7 separate regions of the Mus musculus genome follow, and all the other regions are linked to region 5. A link is a contact called in public Hi-C and capture Hi-C data. All regions are on one chromosome and are shown on one strand. Each heading gives the region's core, a stretch centred on a gene start, on an enhancer-like site or on the middle of the called end of the contact. The rest is flanking DNA. Distances are from core to core; before and after follow the strand shown.

What was found. A called contact is a pair of places that touch in the nucleus more often than the background predicts. Capture Hi-C pulls out chosen DNA fragments and counts their contacts.
Region 1: a contact with region 5 is called in a Hi-C map of epidermal suprabasal cells, with 7 times the contacts expected there. The contact joins two enhancer-like sites. A contact is called at or near these places in 6 of 39 promoter capture datasets (cranial neural crest, embryonic stem cells, liver and 2 more), 1 of 484 Hi-C or Micro-C datasets (epidermal suprabasal cells) and 1 of 9 other capture datasets (embryonic stem cells).
Region 2: a Hi-C map of bone marrow-derived macrophages shows a contact between it and region 5, with 16 read pairs. The contact joins two enhancer-like sites. A contact is called at or near these places in 2 of 484 Hi-C or Micro-C datasets (bone marrow-derived macrophages and pre-B cells).
Region 3: a Hi-C map of uterus shows a contact between it and region 5. The contact joins two enhancer-like sites. A contact is called at or near these places in 1 of 15 datasets of contacts at CTCF or cohesin (large pre-B cells), 6 of 484 Hi-C or Micro-C datasets (the C2C12 cell line, liver, peritoneal macrophages and 1 more), 2 of 115 datasets of contacts at active chromatin or transcription factors (embryonic stem cells and microglia) and 1 of 9 other capture datasets (embryonic stem cells).
Region 4: a capture Hi-C map of bone marrow-derived macrophages shows a contact between it and region 5, with 5 times the contacts expected there. The contact joins two enhancer-like sites. A contact is called at or near these places in 4 of 39 promoter capture datasets (the C10 cell line, cranial neural crest, frontonasal cranial neural crest and 1 more), 6 of 484 Hi-C or Micro-C datasets (bone marrow-derived dendritic cells, erythroid progenitors, group 2 innate lymphoid cells and 2 more), 2 of 115 datasets of contacts at active chromatin or transcription factors (bone marrow-derived macrophages and pancreatic cancer cells) and 1 of 9 other capture datasets (bone marrow-derived macrophages).
Region 6: a Hi-C map of uterus shows a contact between it and region 5, with 2.3 times the contacts expected there. The contact joins two enhancer-like sites. A contact is called at or near these places in 15 of 39 promoter capture datasets (the 3T3-L1 cell line, the C10 cell line, cranial neural crest and 10 more), 24 of 484 Hi-C or Micro-C datasets (B cells, the C2C12 cell line, bone marrow-derived macrophages and 14 more), 8 of 115 datasets of contacts at active chromatin or transcription factors (bone marrow-derived macrophages, embryonic forebrain, embryonic hindbrain and 3 more) and 3 of 9 other capture datasets (embryonic stem cells, liver and pancreatic islet).
Region 7: a contact with region 5 is called in a Hi-C map of bone marrow-derived dendritic cells, with 7 times the contacts expected there. The contact joins two enhancer-like sites. A contact is called at or near these places in 1 of 39 promoter capture datasets (liver), 6 of 484 Hi-C or Micro-C datasets (bone marrow-derived dendritic cells, bone marrow-derived macrophages, erythroid progenitors and 2 more) and 2 of 115 datasets of contacts at active chromatin or transcription factors (CD8 T cells and pancreatic cancer cells).

The regions. Positions count from the first base shown.
Region 1 is chr10:44,722,096-44,724,795 of GRCm38.p6, reverse strand. No RefSeq gene overlaps it. Among named protein-coding and RNA genes, the nearest start is that of Gm22503, 8.9 kb to the left of the region's middle. Within about 2 kb of position 1,340, at least 18 of the 459 cell types and tissues checked have an H3K27ac peak or open chromatin away from gene starts, as enhancers often do. A contact at or near this core is called in epidermal suprabasal cells, where this site is marked.
Region 2 is chr10:44,628,964-44,631,663 of GRCm38.p6, reverse strand. The region is part of intron 2 of Gm35154 (a long non-coding RNA gene); the gene reads right to left. Among named protein-coding and RNA genes, the nearest start is that of Gm35154, 31 kb to the right of the region's middle. Within about 2 kb of position 1,278, at least 75 of the 459 cell types and tissues checked have an H3K27ac peak or open chromatin away from gene starts, as enhancers often do. A contact at or near this core is called in bone marrow-derived macrophages, where this site is marked.
Region 3 is chr10:44,697,402-44,700,101 of GRCm38.p6, reverse strand. No RefSeq gene overlaps it. Among named protein-coding and RNA genes, the nearest start is that of Gm22503, 34 kb to the left of the region's middle. Within about 2 kb of position 1,356, at least 21 of the 459 cell types and tissues checked have an H3K27ac peak or open chromatin away from gene starts, as enhancers often do. A contact at or near this core is called in uterus, where this site is marked.
Region 4 is chr10:44,588,261-44,591,037 of GRCm38.p6, reverse strand. It overlaps the pseudogene Gm5950. Among named protein-coding and RNA genes, the nearest start is that of Gm35154, 9.2 kb to the left of the region's middle. Within about 2 kb of position 1,432, at least 43 of the 459 cell types and tissues checked have an H3K27ac peak or open chromatin away from gene starts, as enhancers often do. A contact at or near this core is called in bone marrow-derived macrophages and uterus, where this site is marked.
Region 5 is chr10:45,047,608-45,050,307 of GRCm38.p6, reverse strand. No RefSeq gene overlaps it. Among named protein-coding and RNA genes, the nearest start is that of Prep, 18 kb to the left of the region's middle. Within about 2 kb of position 1,362, at least 85 of the 459 cell types and tissues checked have an H3K27ac peak or open chromatin away from gene starts, as enhancers often do. A contact at or near this core is called in B cells, bone marrow-derived dendritic cells, bone marrow-derived macrophages and 4 more, where this site is marked.
Region 6 is chr10:44,536,791-44,539,494 of GRCm38.p6, reverse strand. No RefSeq gene overlaps it. Among named protein-coding and RNA genes, the nearest start is that of Gm35154, 61 kb to the left of the region's middle. Within about 2 kb of position 1,289, at least 71 of the 459 cell types and tissues checked have an H3K27ac peak or open chromatin away from gene starts, as enhancers often do. A contact at or near this core is called in B cells, bone marrow-derived macrophages, hematopoietic stem and progenitor cells and 2 more, where this site is marked.
Region 7 is chr10:44,606,219-44,608,918 of GRCm38.p6, reverse strand. All of the region lies in intron 2 of Gm35154 (a long non-coding RNA gene), which reads right to left. Among named protein-coding and RNA genes, the nearest start is that of Gm35154, 8.7 kb to the right of the region's middle. Within about 2 kb of position 1,313, at least 70 of the 459 cell types and tissues checked have an H3K27ac peak or open chromatin away from gene starts, as enhancers often do. A contact at or near this core is called in bone marrow-derived dendritic cells, bone marrow-derived macrophages and uterus, where this site is marked.

The sequences.
Region 1 (2,700 bases), core at 91-2,590, 330 kb after region 5:
CTGGTATATCTTTTTTTTTTAATTTCAATATCTTATCTCCTTGGTGCACACAGATCAGTTAGTTTCTTGTCTCTCTTTGTTATTTAAAAACACAACTCATCGACCTGGTATATTATTTCAGTTTTGGAATGGAGCTTTGGAGAACCCCTCCCTCATTGGTTTATTGAGAGCTTTCCAAGAGTGTTGTCATTGAAATCGGTTTGTTCCACTTCTCCCTTAACACAAGTCATGCACTCCATGCAAACAAGCCACCAGGGAAAAAGAGGTGCATATACAAAATAAAATAAAGCCTCCACTGAGTATGTTCAAGGCTGCTGAGATGACATGGTAAAGCAGAAACTAGAAGACTGGGATCCAGGGAGGGAGTCACTGTTCCTTATGGTCACTAATGCTCATTTATCTTAGTAAATAGCATTACTGTCTATCACTACCTTTTTAGTTGCCCGGGCCAATGCCAGAATTAAAAGGTCCTTGACTTCAACTTTCCAAGCCACGTTGTATCTAATCCTTCAGCATGTCTGTAAGGTTCTATCTCTATGGTAAACACAAAGTACAGCTGCTTTTCACCTCTCCCCACATAACCCTTATCTAAACCATCAGCCTCCAGGTTAGTAAATCAGCCTTCCAACTTCTCTTTCTGTTTCCACCCTTTCCCTCACAGTGGCCAGAGAGAAATGTTACAAACCAGTCAGATTAGTCTGCTCTACAACTCTTCAGAGAATTTTTCCACTTCACTTACAGTGAAGGGCCTGATGCCAGCCACCTATGCAAAGTCCTCCTCCTGCTGATGACTTCAGGGACTTCCTTGCTGTTCCGTTTCCATTCTATTAACTTCCTGTGTCTCTGCTGCCAGTCTGTTCTTCTTATGCACCACCCTGCACTAACTTTACCCCCTAATTATTGTTGTCTGCAGCACAGATTAATATTAAGGGTATTAAAAGTAACTTTAAAAAAAAAACCTATTGTCTAGGTTCCCCACCAAGTAATAAGCTCCATGAAAGCAAATGGTTGGTCTTAGCTGTCAGGTTAGTTTAAGGCCTAAAAGAACCCCTTAGTCAACAGTAAATTCTCAGAATGAGTGGACTGCTCTTTTATCCAGTACACAATTAGTGACATACAGCTAAAAGTTATTAATTTAAAGGAGTAGGTCAGACTTTGGAGCGTTTGAGAGAAAATAGTAATAAAAAAATTAATTAATTGTCCTCTTGGCACCATTAATAGCTGGGTTTTCCATCATTAGCATTTCCAGCTGGAGAATCTCACTCCCTTGGTTGACTAAAGGCTGCCACTGGGCTGAGTCACAAGGACATGCTGTGGAGCCAGTTTTGCTCTAGTGCACCCTGAATGACTCAAAGTGCCAATGCCAATGTCAGTTTTACGTCCCAGAAACTCCACCTGGACGTCCATAGTCAACTCTCAGCTGTCTTCAAGTTCATCTTGCTCGACTTGGTGAACGAGAAACTGTTTGTTCCCTGTACAAGATTCCTGCTGTATCTTTTCCAACCACTTGTGCTGTGACTAATTTGAATGTTAACATTTTTAAGTGAAAACCCTTTGAAACTAAATAAAACCATTTGAAGAGACTTTCAAATGTCTGCATATAATATTTTTTCAGGAAAAAAAGGCAACTTAAGACTTGCTAATCGTAAACTAAATATACATGATTTTAATTGAGTGTCAGTAGTCCAAATCCATTATTTTAGTACAAAAGCATCTTTCTGAATGCTAAGTATAATGGCATGCTGTTTGAATTTGTGCCTCACGTATTAATGAACCATATGGTAAACTTACAAGGCATAAAAATGTCCTCCCCTTCTTGCATTACGGGAGATGGGTAAGATGCCAATATGATAAAGCAGGCAGGAGTTTTTTAAATTATCCCATATTGCCATTATTAGTATTTTTGAGAAAATATCTTACTTTTCATATTTTCATTGATAAAACACTCTCACTGTCTTCACAAAGGAATTAGAGATCTATATTGGCACTAACAGGTCAGATAAGTCTGTTTCATAAAAGGGACAAAGACTCAGTACTTCTAAACATCCTCCGGGAAACAGAAAGAGAGAGAAGAAAAATCTTCATCAGGTTAAGAACAAGAAACACAGCCGGCCTTAGGAGACAGATGACATGCTGTTGGTTGCCCATAAACTTTCAGTTTAAGATTCACCAGCGAAGACATTCAGTTCGTTGACACCTCCCTGTCTGAGACAGAGAAGAGGTGAGGAGCTAGAGATGCCCAGGTATACTTTCTAAGGCAGTAATTTACTATTTCCCCCAATCCTGTCCAACAGGCTTCTTGTTCCTGGAGTATTTGTTCTTAGATATTATGGAAATTCGACCATGTCTGCAAAGTGAACAAAGAGAAGGCCACGTGAAGTTTCTTGATAGTCAAAAGAGATCTGTACATGTGGTGGAAAACTGAAAAGATGCAGCAAGACCCAGTATGCTTACCACGTGCATCTTGAAGAATGAGTAGGTGGCTTGCATTATCATTTCAGAAGTGGGAAGCAAAGACCAGGTGAGAACAACACCAAGATTTGCTTCCTGTCTAACACCTTAGCTACTCACCATTTGTGTCAATCAAAATTAGACAAGATGCCGGGCATGGTGGCACACGCCTTTAATCCCAGCACTCGGGAGGCAGAGGCAGGTGGATTTCTGAGTTCGAGGCCAGCCTGGTCTACAAAGTGAGTTCCA
Region 2 (2,700 bases), core at 29-2,528, 420 kb after region 5:
GGGCCAGAAACAACACGGGATCTGCTCATCTTAGCTCTTATCACTTGTTTTGGTTTGGGTTGTTTGGGCTTGGGGTGGGGGCTGCAGGGGGAGGTATGTATGATATTGTTATTACGCGAGGGAAGAATTGTATTCTCCGATTTGAATTTTGCTCCTCTTGTCTTCCTGGCAGGTTTCATCTTTTCTCTGAACTCCCGGAAGACTTAATCCAGATCTTCCATAGGGCACATACATTGTCTTCCCTCTTGAAAAGTGTTTTCAGGTAAAGGACACACCTGTATGTTCATAATTACCATAGAATTAGATGCATACAAAGAGATTTTTTAAAAAAATGACCAACTCTTTTTTAGAACAGGAAGAGAGAAGAAATAACATGTTTGCCTACACATACATGTGGGTTTATACAGGCACATATATACACATGCAGACATGTATATGTGCAAATACACGCATTCATATTTGGCTTGTGAATATATTTAAAGACATGACCCCCCCCCCCAACACACATGCATATGCTCTCTCTCTCTCTCTCTCTCTCTCTCTCTCTCTCTCTCTCTCTCACACACACACACACACACACACACACAGAAGCAGTCTGGGAACCCCATGCGCCTCTCATACACTGTTTTACTTGTCTGGTTTCCCACTTTGCCCAGAGCACTAGGTAGGATTCTAAGGGAATGCGGCCTCTTCCTTTGTTCTGGTTACAGCTGTGTCTGTCTGAATGAGCTTTCCGAGGGCCTAGGGTAACGGTCTTGACCATAACTGCTCACAAGAAGCCATGAAAGGGTATGCAGGCAGCCACATGAACGCGATGCTCTTTAATTATGAGGTCCTATCGTGGAAGGAAGGCTGGCAGACAGGCAGACGCATTCCAATTACGCTAATACACCTTGTAAACATCAAATATTTTTAATCTGAGATTAAAGAGAGCCTGTATCCTCACAACACTCCTGAGACTGCGTCTCGGGGCCACTGCCCGTGCTGCTGGCGAAACAGGATTTCCTTTGGTCAAAATAGACTTTCAGAAGAATAACAGCCTCGAGTCGGGAGGCGGTCCCCACACAACTTCCACTGCAAGCTGTCCAAAACTTCAGATGCAGTTCTTAAAAAGCTTCAGAAAAGACAGTTCAAATTTTCCGGGGAAATTGATTAATGTCCTTGCTTTCCTCCAGAGACTGGTGGTGAGTTCTGTGCCCTTGGTTAGGGCTGGGCAGTTGTAGGACTTGATCTTACATTTGGTTCCTTCGTGAGTTACCTGCTTTTACTTGGTACCAGCCCCTGGGCTATAGACTGAGAAGGAAGTGTCCCAGCCACTTTCAGTCAGAGCTAGGGAGAGTGAGGCCAAGCCAATCTCAGGAAACAGTGATTAAACTGAATAAAACCATGTATGTGTAGGCCTCTGGTAGGCTATCATGACATGGAATACACACATACATACATACACACACATAAACGCACACATGCACATAAATACATATATGCACACATGTGCACACATACATGCATACACACATATATAATTCTGGTATTATATCACACGCTAGAGTTGCTATTAACTTTCACAGGGATAGAAATTTTCATTTAAATCACAAAATGTTTGAAACTCCTTCTGGTTTACTACCTGAAGGCTGAGATATCAAACTGCCACCAACTGGGTAGCTTACAAACAATAGAAGTATATCATCACAACTCCAGCAGTGAGGAGATTTAACATAACGGTATGTATGCTGATATAGAACGATTCTGTCTGTGAGAGCCACTTTCAAAGCACAGACAGCGCCTTTACATCTTAGCTCCGCAGAAAGGGTAAGATTGTCTCTCTGGCCTCTTAGCAGAATACCAATCCCATGTGTGAAGGCTCCACCCTCATGACCAGTTTAGCTTCTAATACCATCACCTTGGGAATTGGGATTTCAACCTAAGAATTTGGGAGGAGGATTAACTCTGTTGTTAAGAGCACTCACTGCTTTTGCAAAGGACCTGGGTTCAGTTCCCAACACCCACACAATGGCTCACAACCATTCATAATTCCAGTTCTAGGGGGATCCCCATGGGCACTAAACAAAACACTTACTCACATAAAATAAAATAAAATGAATCTAAAGTCAAATAAACTCCAGGGTAGTCAGAGCAAACCTGAAGAAAAAAAAAAGATTAGACCATAACACCTTCTTACACTAATCAACTGCCCGTGTTAGCAGTAATTCTTTGTAGATGAACTGAGGAAGAGTTGCCAAGGCAAAATAATTTTTATGCAAGCATAACAACTTTGGAATTCAAAATGTAGAAAAAGCAGGTGAGTTCTCGAAAACTATCCTGTATGAGTATGGACTTCTAATTCTTCAGCCATGTGAATCTAAACTTTTGTGTATCATTCCCTGAAAGTGAATGGTGTGTGTGTGTGTGTGTGTGTGTGTGTGTGTGTGTGTGTGTGTGTGTGTGTGTGTGTGTGAAAGGGGGAGAGGGGGAAAAAGAAGAAGAGAAGGAGGAGGAAAAGGAAGAAGAGGAAGAAAAGGGGAGAAAATGCAGTTGCATGTGGAAGGTAGAAGACAACTTCAAGTTCAGATTCCACCCACCCTCTGACTCCCTACACCCCACTCCCACCCCTACCCTGCCCCACAGGAAGGAGTTCCCCCAAGCCTAGAATGTGCCAATTTGACTAGGGTGAGTTACCAGGCAGCCTTACGAATGGACCCA
Region 3 (2,700 bases), core at 107-2,606, 350 kb after region 5:
ACCCAGAACACAAGCAGTATATACACAATGAAACACCTTAGAAATTGATCATTTGTAGCATGGATTTGCCGTTTCCATAAAAAACTGCTGCAAAAAAAAAATTTTTTTTTCAAACTAAAGTCACTGTGACTGGACAAACCACACAGCTTGAGATTTGCAATTGCATTCTTCATTGGACAAAAGGATGTTTTTATTGATTTAAATGGAAATGGCTTGTGAAGCTAAGGTTTCTCTCCTGATGGACACACCTGTAACCTGGACTGAATCACATTTTATTTTTAGCCTCAGCTTTGTTATGAATAGACAACACTTAAGCAGAGGGAGGGACCATCTCTCTGAGCTCCCTTTATACCTCTGAGAGTAATCAAACCTGAACTGTGTGTCCACAAGGCAGAAAACAACTTTAAGATGCTTGTGGTCTTGGGTCAGCTTGTAAGGACAATTCAGGTTCCTGGATATTTGAATGGTCAATGAAACAGCATCATTAAGCTCCTCAAAAAACTATTCACAACCTCTTCCAGAAGATTTGGAGATGGAGAGGGGCGGTTGTTTCAGTAATGTTTACTTTCCTGGCATGCTATCAAGTCCTTTAATTTTTTACATGTGTTTGTTTATTGGGGGCACTAGTACCACAGGACTTGTGTAAATCAAGGGACAATTTACAAGATTTAGTTGTGTTCTTCCACCTATGGGATCCACCTCAGCTCATCAGGCTTGGTGATAGGGCCCTTGACCTGTAAGCCATCTCACCAGCCATAAGTCATTTTGCCCTAAAACCATCATCAAGTAATTTTAGAGCCAAATATTCAAGGCATTGGTAAAGAGAAAGAAGCAGAGAAAGGGGAGGGGAAGAGGATCAAGTCAGGAAAAGGGACAGAGCTGGGCGAGAGAAGCAGACACTGAAGTAAGATGTGATGTTAAGCTTATGCCTTAGCAGTCTATGATGCTCCCCAGTTCTCACGTCACAGGAAGAGGAGAAGGCATGCTTTCAGCATCCAGCTCACAGGGAAGGGAAGATACCCCCCCCCATCAATGTCTAACTCACAGGCTTGCCTGATGGAGGCAGGAGCCATGGAAACGTACTTAGTAAAACCTAATGTTCACTACAATGAAATGAATCCCCCCCTTTTCTTTTAGTGTGAACCATTGTTCTTGAGACTAGAGTAAACTAGGTTTCTAAGCAGACCAACAGCCTAAACCTTTCATAAGCTTAAGTGGAAAGCTAATGCCTCTAGAAGAGGAAGCACTACTTTATTATTATCATGCTTACTGGGATGACAAAGAGGAGCTGATGTTAACATTCTGAGGGCAACTCATCCAAAGGGGTTCCACCCTATACAGGTCATTAAATCTTGTGACAGCTCGGTAACCAGGCAACTGAAGAGCCTCCCACTTTGAAGCAAGGCGGGTGATAGTGGCATAAGTCACCCTTTCCTTAGTATCGGGTGCAACTGCCACCAGAACAACGCCCATGCCCAGGTGACAACTGTGCCAACCTAGGTCAACATCTCACCTCAGGGGAAACAATCAGTCCTTAAGAGAGTCATGTTGAAATGTCTAGCGAAGTGTCTTAGTTGACCAAATAAGAATAGCAGATGGCCTGGACTCCAGTAGATGATGGTTCTTCTACTCAGAACGGAGCTTATGTGCCCCAAACGGGACGCCTAACTTACCTGTGTTGAGACAATCGTGACAAGAGTCTGGAGAGCCATCAGACAAAAACAGTGATTAGGCTGGGCTATTCTTAACTTTCTGCACAGATTGCAGGGCAGAGCTTTTCCTGAAAATCCTAACTTCAGATGTTTACAATTACAGGCAATGAGGCTCAAAGAGACAGCCTCATGGATCACTTGTGTTTTATTTTTGGTTTTGTTTTCATTAGATGCAACAGTGAGCTGAGCCGAGAGCCTTCCAGGGAGTTGCACAACTTCAGCTTTTAGAGATTGTGTTTCATGGTCACGGAAAAAAAAATATAATTGGATTTAATAGGTTTTCACAATCATATCTACTTAACCTTCCAAGATCATTACTCATTTAATTGCAAGCCCCAAGGAAAGATCATAGGGTAAGAGCTACACTAGGCAGCCATAACAATAAATGAAGGAGGTTCTTCACAAATGATGTAAAATCTGTAGGATTTCAAATGTTGTGAAAGAAGCTCCTAGATTTAACATAATTGTGTGCCTTTGGTAATTGCTTCTATCTGTGACGGAGAACCAAGGGGTAAAATGCAATTTATTGATATAGAAATCTCCTTACAAGCATATAATACAGGCAAAAAAGGATAAAGTGCAAGCCAGAAGCTGTGAGTGAGAGGCATTTGTTGTTATTCAGGCTTGGTTGCAAAGACTCTCATCCTTTATAGAAGAGTAACTACAACTAGAGATAGCTAGGTCAGTGGAACAGCATGTCCCTGTATGGGGGAGTTAGTACGCAGAATGCATCACATAGATGGGGCAAGGATCCTCTAGTCCTGTGGGTTTAAGGTCTTTGCTTAGCTTTTAGAGTTCCAGAGATGTAACTCAGGTTATAAGCTTTAATTAGCTCTTCTACAAATTACACCGTTCTTCAAGCTCCAAAGGATCTTTTCCATCTTGATGCCCTCGAAAGAAAAATCGTGAATGAAAGGCTGACTCTCAACCTGGTTTTTATTCTCTCATTTATTTCCATGGGATTAAAGCAAAACAAATGCACTTACCA
Region 4 (2,777 bases), core at 183-2,682, 460 kb after region 5:
CTTTTAAAGTTATTTAGATCTTGGGGATGAATAAGATTGTAAGGGCTTACTAGTGATGTTTTTGTGTGTCAAGTTGACAAGGGGTCAATTGTACTGGCTAGTTTTTTGTCAACTTGACACAGCTGGAGTTATCATAGAGAAAGGAGCTTCAGTTGAGGAAATGCCTCCATGAGATCCAACTGTAAGGCATTTTCTCAATTAGTGATCAAGGGGGAAAGGCCCCTTGTGCGTGGGACCATCTCTGGGCTGGTAGTCTTGGGTTCTATAAGAGAGCAGGCTGAGCAAGCCAGGTGAGGCAAGCCAGTAAAGAACATCCCTCCATGGCCTCTGCATCGGCTCCTGCTTTCTGACCTGCTTGAGTTCCAGTCCTGACTTCCTTGGTGATGAACAGCAGTATGGAAGTGTAAGCCGAATAAACCCTTTCCTCCCAACTTGCTTCTTGGTCATGATTTTTGTGCAGGAATAGAAACCCTGACTAAGGCAGCCACCCCATCAGAGACATTGGATTTCAGCCAACCTGGAGCTTCTCATGTACTTCCGGTTGAGGGGTTGCAGTCTTGCTAGTCCCAATGGCCCATACAGGTTCATGGGCCAGGACCACCTTGCTTCTGTCCTTCACATTATCTGCGATGACCTTGGTTTGCTCAAAAACAACTTCCTCCGTGATGCCAGCTTCCCTTTCGTCTAGCTTCTCCCCAATGCAGGGGATCACTGCAAGTCCCTCTGCTAGGGCATGGTTTACTTTCTGCCCAATCAACTCATCTGATTCCCAAAGACACACCTTCTTTCCCGAGTGCCCCAGCACCACTCTGGTGGCTCCTAAGTCTCTGATCATGTCAGGGCTGATTTCTCCAGTGAAGGCCCCATTGGTCACTTTGTAGCAGTTCTGTGCAGCCACAGCAATCTTGGGATCCAGCTTCTGCCTAGCGAAGTCGATGTAAGAGGTTGTCAGTGCACAACCCACCTCAGTGTCTGCCAGCACACTGGCTGCCTTCGGGGTGCAGCTGAGTTCTCCCAGGCACTGCTTCCTCCCGTTCATCTTCCAGTTGCCCCCCACGAAGAGCTTCCTGGAAGGCACCATCATACTAAGCTCAAGTCTCTGAAAGTCAGTACCGTAAGTTTTATTTTACATGCATTTTGTCAAAGTTTAAACAAGTAGCTGAAAATATGCATATGTTTATATATAATCAGGATTAAATATATTATATATCAATATTAAATACACAAAGACTCACGATTATTGCAATTAGTAAAATTTAAAATGATATTCCTCAAAAGAGCCATTATTCAGGAAAAGATGTAGATCTTTTATCAAGCTGTATCTCTTCATGGACATAATTCCAAACAAAATGAGGTAACAGCAGACAATCTTCTACACAATGTAAGCTAGCTAGTTGGCCAGAGCACTTTCACCAAGTCATGTGCTGCCAGAGAAGTTGGGGCTACAGAATACAAGCAGATGTCAACACTTTCACCTTCCACTTTCTCAAGAGTGCTGATCAGGCCAAGTTTCATTTCACTTATTAGGCCACTTTCCAAGTTGGAGGAGGAGAGTTGAGAGAGGGCTGAAGAAAGTATTAGGATCTAAGTTTCATATCTGCAAAAGTAAGCTGATGTTGCTTACCACTGGGTTTCAAAACCAAAGCTTCCCTAAATTGGCCAAGAGCTTTGAAGAGGTCTGTACAAACCCAGGGGTCAGCAAATGTTTTCTGCAAAGGGATAGAGAGCCAAAATTTTAGGTTTTGCAGGCACACACTCCCCATTGCAATTCCTTATCTCTGCTGTGATAGCTCAAAAAAGAGCTCTCAGCAACACAGGGTAGGTGTGCATGGCATGTCTCAATTGAGCTTCATTTACCACACTGTAGTGAGTTGAATTTTACTGTCTCCTGATAAAGAGTCCTAAGAATTCTCCCTTCTGATTTGAGCATGGATACTTGCTTAGGTTAACAACAACAACAACAACAACAACAACAACAAAACATATACACACACACGTGTATGCTGATGCTACTGTTAGAGCTGATTCTGATAAGCTGCCTATGCCTCAAACTCTCCAGCAGCCATGTAGGAATCCTGAAGTCACTCAGTCAATTTAAAACTTTTAATGTGTTCCAAGTACGTGGAACATGCCTTTAGTCCCAACACTCAAGAGACAGAGGTAGGTTAATCTTTGTCAGTCTCAGGCCAGCGTGGTCTTCATCGTGAGTTGTAGGATACCCAAAGACACACAGTGAGACCTTCTCTCAAAAGACTGTTAATGCCTCAGTTGAAATACACACTTGTGATCCTACCTCTGATAAGATAGAGAAGGCAGAATCCCTGGGGTTTTCCAAGCTGCATGCACTCACGCACGCACGCACACACACACATACACCTGCATGGGCACACATCCCACACACACACATGGGCATGCACACACACCCACATGGGCAAGAACACATGTCCACATTAGCATGCACAGACCCCCACATGAGCATGCACACATACCCACCTAGGGAAGCACACACACCCACATGGGCACGCACACATATACACACCGGCATACAGATACACAGTTCAAAGCAGTTTCCTTCCTTCTTTGCTACACAAGACCTTATGTATGCGAGGAATGCCTGGACCTAGCACCAAGGAGTTTAAAATCGTGTCTGCTTTGACCCAAGAACCCTTCAAGTAGGAAAATGAAGCTGCTCCTTCTGAGACAAATCTGCTTTAAAATATTCCCCAAATCCTTGTCATCAGCAGGCCAGATTCTTAACTCATACATTTCTGGGAAAT
Region 5 (2,700 bases), core at 113-2,612:
GAGTAACATCTAAGCTCGCACTCTGAGGTTGACCTGTCTTTTGCTAAAAGGACTTCAAAGGTCCCCATTTCTTATATATATTCGATCTTCTCATTTGCATCAACCTTTTTTATTTTTTTTCCAAGCATCTCTCAGGGGGGAAAATGATCCTTCGTATGCACACATGAGCACACCCAGGAAACTGGACAGAGGAGCCATTCCAGGTTAAATACAAATACCAGTCAAAGGGCAGAACTTCACCTTGTTTTTCCTTTAATAATAAAAGTCCGTTTCAAAGCAGATAGTCACTTAACATACCCATGTATATAACATCTGGGTAGAAGGGACAGAAAAAGCAAAGGAGTCACAAAATATATGAAAACCTCCTAAGCTGAAATCTCAAGAATGAGAAAGGCTGAAATGGTTATAGCTCTGGAGGGAGGGCTGGGGAGGGAAGACACAGTGGTAGATATTTAGGGAAGATGCCTTGGGAGCTAAGAGCAAGGTATACAATGGAGGCAATGTGAGAGGGCGGTGTGGCTGGTGCGCATGCGCAGAGCAGTGCAGGCACTGGGAGAGAGAGAGAAGCTGGAGGAGAAAACAAGTCTCCTATATTCCTTGTCAGAGGGGAGCTAGAGCAATTTACTTCAGAGTAAATCACTTCTACGGTGTGTGAGTCTGATAATATTATTGATATGACCAAAAATATGAACGGGGGCAGACCTGCTGTAATGAGAGATCAGGGACCCAGGGAACAGACAACGCGTTTCCTTCTTAAGTCCTGGGATCGAACAGCTTCAAGTCAGCAGTACCCAGAGGCAAGAAAGAGGGAAGATGGCTCAGCATCTTGCAGAGCCTGGCTGCCTAGCATAGATGCTTGGATTCTAGTGTTACCACCTGGCAAGTAGGAGGGGAGACAGGGTTATGAGCAGGTGTTTTTTATGGGTCAGGCCTGAAAGTAGCACACATTATTGCTTCGCTTCTGCTCCATTAGTCAGATCCAGTCTCGTGGCTACCCCAGATTATAAAGGAACCTGAAAACTGGGGCCTGCGTGTGACGAAGAAGAAAAGAAGATGGGTTTCAGGGACACTGGCAAGTAAGCCCCTGCCTCAGAATGGGAAACCCCTGCTCACTTCCCCACTCAGCCTTTGGTCTGTTGCCTCAGCCTTCCTCACATCTCTTGTCTCCGTCCCATGTCTAATCCCTTCACACCAGTGTATTGAGGCCCTCTTGGGTTACTTCTGTCAACCCTAGTCCTTCTGCCATGTAATTTTTTATGCTTTGGTCAGCAACGAGTTGTTTGTTTGCCCAGCGTGCCCTGCTCTGAGGAAACAGTCCAGCCTTGCTGGTCAGCTGGAGTAACTAGCCATGCAGGTTGGTGAATCAGCAGGTGGCACTCGGTGTCAGCAAGACACCCATTCTAAAGCCACACACAAGTAGTGAACGCCTGGGTTCAGTCACGCTCAGGGGAGCCAAACACTGGCTCTCGTGACCTACTTCCTCAAGACTCGACTTTCAAAAGAGTGACTACGCCCAGGCTGACCAGAGGGTTGTTAAAAACAGAGATGTCAACATGCTCTGAACTGACTGCCAACAAAAACATTCCCTTTGTGTCGCGGCTTTCTTCACAGTGCACTCAGGAAGGACAAAGAAGTTTGACCTGTCTGGGTTGGAGGGCGGCAAGCCGCTGTCCTCAGAATTTCTCTCTAGCAGGTGAAGAAAGAGGAATGGGTGTTTTAAAACGAGAGTTGAGGTGACTGCCCGCACAGGTACTAATTAGCCCTAGTTGCTGTTAGGAAACTGGCTCCCTTCAAAGGCTTCATTGTTTGGCTGCTTCTTCCCTCCACCTGTGTCACCTGCTCCTTTCACTCCACAGCACGTCTAGGGTGTTCTCCCCAGCACTGTAAGGCGCAGATGAAAGTGGTCAAAGGAAAGATCTGGAGATGGAGGCTCTTCATTGAGCCTCGCAGCTAACGCTGACATTGACGGAGATAAGAAGGGACAGGGAACCAGGAAGCTCTTATCTTTGTCTGCCTGTGGCTCTGTTTCTCTTTGCTTACGTCCAAATTCAGACGTTTAAAGATCATATGTCTACGCTCGTGACTCATAGGGTCCTCCGCCATCAAGACAAGCAAATAGTTTCATAGGTAACGTGTCTAGGATAATCTGAATGCTAGGGCTCTCCTTTGCCTTCATTTAAAATACAGGCTCCTAGAAATCCAAGCAAGGGATGGGTTCTCCCTGATGCTAGTTTGCATTGTAATGATCAGAGATTAGTATTTTTCCATCACCTAAAACCATCACCATCCTTTTTTTTTTCTTTTTTTCTTTTTGGTTTTTTGATTTTTGGTTTTTCAAGACAGGGTTTCTCTGTATAGCCCTGGCTGTCCTGGAACTCAGAGATCTGATTGTTAACCATTATTCAGATCTAGCAGTCTCTGTGGGTACAGCAGTACTTTCGGTCTCACTGCCCATCTTAAAAATATATGCATTTCCCTAAACTTCTCTTCCAAGAATTCCCTTTTCATTTACCTCAATTAGGTGCTTTATTGATAGATTGATAGGTTGATTTTTTTTGTTTGTTTTTTTGTTTTGAGAGAATGTTTCTCCATGTAGCCTTGGCTGTTGTGGAATTCACTGTGTAAACCATGCTGGCATCAAACTTAGAGATCTGCCTGACTTTGCCTCCCACCTGCTGGGGTTAAAGGCATGGGCCACCA
Region 6 (2,704 bases), core at 40-2,539, 510 kb after region 5:
CATCACGGTAAAAAAAAAAAAAAAAAAAAAAAAAAAAAATCATCAGAATTTTCAAGTTTTTTAACCTTCACATTTTCCTAGAAGTCCACTCGATGAGCAATTACGTTTTCAGGATCCCTGTTAGCTAACCAACCGTTCCTGAGAATTCGTGATTCCACAAAGTAAAACCGGTTACTACTCAACTTCCTCATTTTTAAAAGTGGTGGCGACAAGAAGTCAGGGTGACTGCCAGACCAGTGCTCCTTGCTGCGGAGGAGGTGGGGGAGCAGTCAGGAGTCCTAGTTTGCAGGCTAAGTTCTGGAGATGCAGGTACCTCTGTCCCTGAGCCATGCCAGCCTGGTGTGGAGCTGTGTCTCACACGTGGGTTCTGCAGGCTCATCCCACACCGACCTATAAGTCTCCTCGAAGCTGGGCTGAGGGAGCCCACACCACAGGCCTGTCTGTGGCCAGTGCTCTTGAGATTCTCGGTTCCCAAAACCGCAGTTCCCGATTTCTAGTTTCCTTATAGATGAGATGTGGGGATCTTCAGAGGGGATCCCGGACCGCCAAGCAAGGCTGGGGAAACCCAAAGCCCCTGTGGTTGACGCTAAGTTGTTTGGGTATCAGCAGAGACTCTGAGAGATGGTGTTTAAAATGCCTATTTTGGGTCAGTTGAGCTGGAGGGAGGCCACACCCCCCAGAGAAAGCCATGAAGAAGGTTCAGATGCGGTCTCTGACTCTCAGCTCCTGAGCTTTCAGGATCCAGAGCCTATTTCCATCTTTCCAAAGAAGTCTGGGGCCCTGGGCCTCAAATGTTAATTCTATATTTAGGTCTACCATTTATTAGCTGCTGTGTGACCCTGCGTAAATTATTTGGCCTGGCTGTTCTTCTTCTTAATTTGTGAAATTAAGGGGCTCCGGGGGCGGCTTAGACAGTGAGATGATACCTTTAGTGTTATCTGATTACCGTAAGCACGGCTTGGTGAAATTAAGCTCCAGGTCACACCAAGAACTGAAGGTGACCTAGTGCACCAGACCCTTCCTTAGGACTGCTGACCTACTTACATGGTTCAGGCAGAGGTGGGGTGTCATAGAATGAGTAAAACCAGGCGAGAGAGCATAGCTAGGAGAAAGCGTGTCAAGGCAAAAGGAAAGGCACACTGGGGAGGGAGCGACTTTCCAAGTTCCTGAACTAAATAAATCCTGTCACATTCCCACACGCAAGCCTACCACAGCATGAGCCTTGCCTAAGAAGCAGACTAGAAGGCTGATGGGAATCTGGATAGGATTGGCCCAGTTTAAGGAAGTTGAAGTTAAGCACCTCCTACTCCAAGTCCTGTAGCCCCTCGCCTTAGGTCTTACTCGCCTGAATAGACAAGGGGACTAGAGAGAGAAAAAACATGAGACGCAGTAAGACACCATCTGCAAGACGAGAGAGAGGCCTCAGGGGAAAGCAAACCTGTTAACCTCAAGTGTTAAACTTCCTGCCTCCAGAATAAAGAGAAAATTCATTTCTGTTGTTTGAGTCAAACTGTAAAATGGAAAAGTTTCCAGATCCTGTCGTCCAGCCTGGCCTGTGTGTCTTCCTTGTCTGGTCCAGTGATAGCAGGTCTTACAGAGAGACCACAGGGACAGTCTCAGTAGCTAGTAGGTTCTTGCCCAGGCCCTCTTTTTCTGCTCAAGAGATAGCCTACTCCTCTCTCACTGTGGTGTGACACTATTTCTGGGGAGATGTGAACAAATGTCTACTCACCCCAGATAAGAAACCAGCAACAGGAAAGTAGGGTAGGGCAGTGGCTCAGCATGTATTGCTCTTCCAGAGGTCACAGGTTCAATTCCCAGCACCCATATGGTAGCTCACAACTGTCTGTAAGTCCAGTTCTAAGAGATCCAATACCGTCTTCTGCCCTCCATGGGCACGAGGCATACATGTAGTACACTCAGGTAAAGCACTTACATACATAAAGTAAAAATAATGAATATTTTATATTCCTTTTAAACAGAGCTATAAAGGGAAAACTGAAATCTGTCAAGGAATCAAATTGTGGTTTTCCTTCCTTCTGTCTTTCCTTTTCTTCCATGAAAGGAATAAGAATCATCCCAAGGCAAGGGATACAGGCCAAGCAAAAGGAGGCTTTCAGACCTGCTCAATAAACTTTTCCTCTCAGTGTCGATGGAGACATAATGTGATGTAATGAGTGTGTGTAGTACTCATGACACACTTCCAGGGCACAAAGAAATACTAATAGCAAAGGAAATCTGAGCCAGCTGCTATGTACAGCAATAGACAAAGAGAAAAGACTAAGATAGGCAGGCAAGGTATTACCTATATTTCCATACATTATTAAAATTTTAAAGCTTTATCAAATACATAATATGAGTCAGGCCTGCATACATACCAATACCAAGTACTATAAGTACTATGTATTATGTTCCTGTGTGCCTAGTGTGTTATATGTTATTTAACTCTTATTGAGCACCCTGTAACCTAGAAGATACCAGACCTTTACAGCTGATAAAACTGTGGTTTAGGGCAACTCAATATTTTTTCTTCCAAGGTGATAGAATATACTGAAGCTACTCCTTTGTCTAATTTCATTAAAAAATGAATGTATTTATTTCCAGGCATTGGGCAACGGGAAACAAAAAGCATTAAAAAGAAAAACAAACAAAAAGTGTCCTGCTGTCAGATTGTTTACTCTCGGGGGCGGGGGGTGGGGGTGGG
Region 7 (2,700 bases), core at 64-2,563, 440 kb after region 5:
CAAGAATAGGCCATCTCTACAAGATACATACAAGAGCAACTATCACCATGTCATTGAAAACTAGATGTAAGGCATAAACTATTGTACATTTTCTGAAATGATTATTATTTTTAATTTTATTTTATTTCTGTCTGGCTTTTTGGGAGGGTCGGTGTGTGTGTGTGTGTGTGTGTGTGTGTGTGTGCGCGCGCGCGCATTCCATACACTACATGTGGAGGCTAGAGGACCAATATTGGGAGTCATTTTTCTTCTGTCACTTTCTTGAGGAAGGGTGTCTCTTGTTTCTGCCACACTGTATGGTCTTAGTTCGCTGATCCACAAGATTGCAGGAGGGTCTCGGATCTCTAACGCCCATCTCATTGTGGGTGTGCTGGGACAACATACACCTGACTTTTCGCATGGGTTCTAGGGAATGAACTAAGGCTGTCAGCTTTGCATTTTTAGGCACTGAGCTACCTCACCACACACACACACACACACACACACCCATGGTTAATTCTTCTTAAGGCCCTGAACTCAAGAGATTGACTGTAGACTCTTACCGGATGTGTGTCATGTGCCAGGAACTGTTCAAGGGACTATGGATGCACTGGGAAACAAGATATGGTTCCTGTCTCCAAAAACCTTCCAATATGCTTGGAAAAAGAAACAGTAACACAAAATAAAACATGGAGTGATATGTGCTGTGTAAGAAGTCATTTCGAGATCACAGGTATGTACCTAAGAGACAAATCCATGTGAGACAGGGATAGCCCCGGGAAAGAAAGAGTGCCTCGATGTGTCTTACGGCATCCAAGGACTGCAGAGAAAAAGTAACACCAAACACCGTCTAACAGTGTCAAGTACATTTGAGAAACACGGGTCTAATCACATCACTCTGAACAGCCTGCAGAATTTCCCGTTACTCTCAGGATCAAGACTAATTGGTTACATGTGTGATAGTTAATTTTCTGTGTCACTTTTCTAGGCTACGGCACCAAGTTACTTAATCAAACACTAATCTAGATCGCTCTCCCTTCCTTCCGTTCCTGCTTAACACCTACTTAACCCAGAGCTCTTAGCTTGGCTTGCTTCCTCAGGGAACCTTCTCAGGCTCCCAGCTTAAACTCACTCAGCAGAACCTTTCAAGAGACCTCACAGTTCTGCATAAGCGGTGAGGGTTTCAGCATGGAAGCCCCATGAAGGAAGGCAGGAGCTGTTTCTTGTTTGGCTTTTTTTTTTTTTTTAATTCTGTTCCTTAGCATAGTACTTGGAGCATGAAAGTCTCCCAGTATTTGTTTAATGGACGTCAGCCAGATGAGATAAGGCCAGAAAACAGCCACAGCTTCAGAAGTTCTTGCCAGGTAGAAATCGGTGACCCAGTCCTTTTGATGACTCATCAAGTTGAAACTCGAGGTTAAAAAAGGGGAACCTGGGGAGGCAGTCAAAGCAAGTGGAGAGAGGGGATGTATTTACTGGAGACAGAAATGTCCCTGCAGATGGGCTGGAGGCGGTCACTGTGGCTACATCCTCATGTTGACACTGACTTCAAAAATACCACCTGTCTCTTACCCCAAACTGGGGTTTATGTAATAACATTTCCCACATATTACCAGCTGCCAAGTGCTGGAACTCTATAAAGTACCTTTCTGGGGTCTAAACACCAATGTGAGGCTATTTCAACAGGGGAGATATAGACATATCCTTACCACATGTATTTATTTTTCTGAGTTAATTTCCTACTTATTCTTTGAGAACCTCATACATGCATATAGTATACTTCAGCCATATTCACCCATACTCCCCAGTCTACCTTGTCCAGATCTGTCCTCCATAACCCCCTCCCAACTTCACATCTGTTTTTTTTTTACAACCCATTGAGTCCAATTAGTACTACATATATATGCATATGTCTATATGGATGGATGCATGCATTAGCATGGGCAACCAACCAGGGACCACTCCCCTGGGGAAAACTACTTCTCCCTACCCTAGCAGCCATCAACTACTAATAGTCTCTCAGTTGGGCTGGGGGCTCACAGACCCCTCCCATCCGTGCTGGGAGGTTGACCAGCTCAGTCTTCTGTAGATCTTGTGCAGCTGACTACAGCTGCTCCGAGCTCGTGAGTCATGTCCAGAAGTTAATAACAGTCCTGCCATGTCTAGAAGATGCTGTTCTGCTCCAGTCCTCCCTGGCCTCTGGCTATTATAATCATTCTACTCCCTTTTCCAGGATGTTCCTTAAGCTTCAGATTATAGGGGACTATGGTCTAGATGTCCTATATGTGACAGAAACTTATCACTTAATACATTGACAGGCTATAAGTCTCAACATTAACCATCATCTACTGAACAATGTGCTTCTCTGTTTAGATCCAAGACTTGTACTGATCTGCAAGTATAGAGATATGTACTTAGAAGTCAGTTTGAAACAATGTCTAATTAGTAAAATCATAGTACTAGGCTCTCTCCTATAGCCTATAAGCTCCCCAGGCACAAATTTTGACCATATTAATAATATCACATGTGTTTTCTTCAGGAGAGTGGACCTTAAGTCCAATCAGAAGCAGTTGGTTGCCCTGTTAGTGTGCTACTATTGCACCCATGGGCTTATCTGGCCGGGCTGGTCATTGTTGTAACTTCAGAAGACTAATTGGATATCTCTATGTGGTGTATTCAAGGGAGAATGAATAGAAGGAAGAGAGGCCATTAAGCACTTCA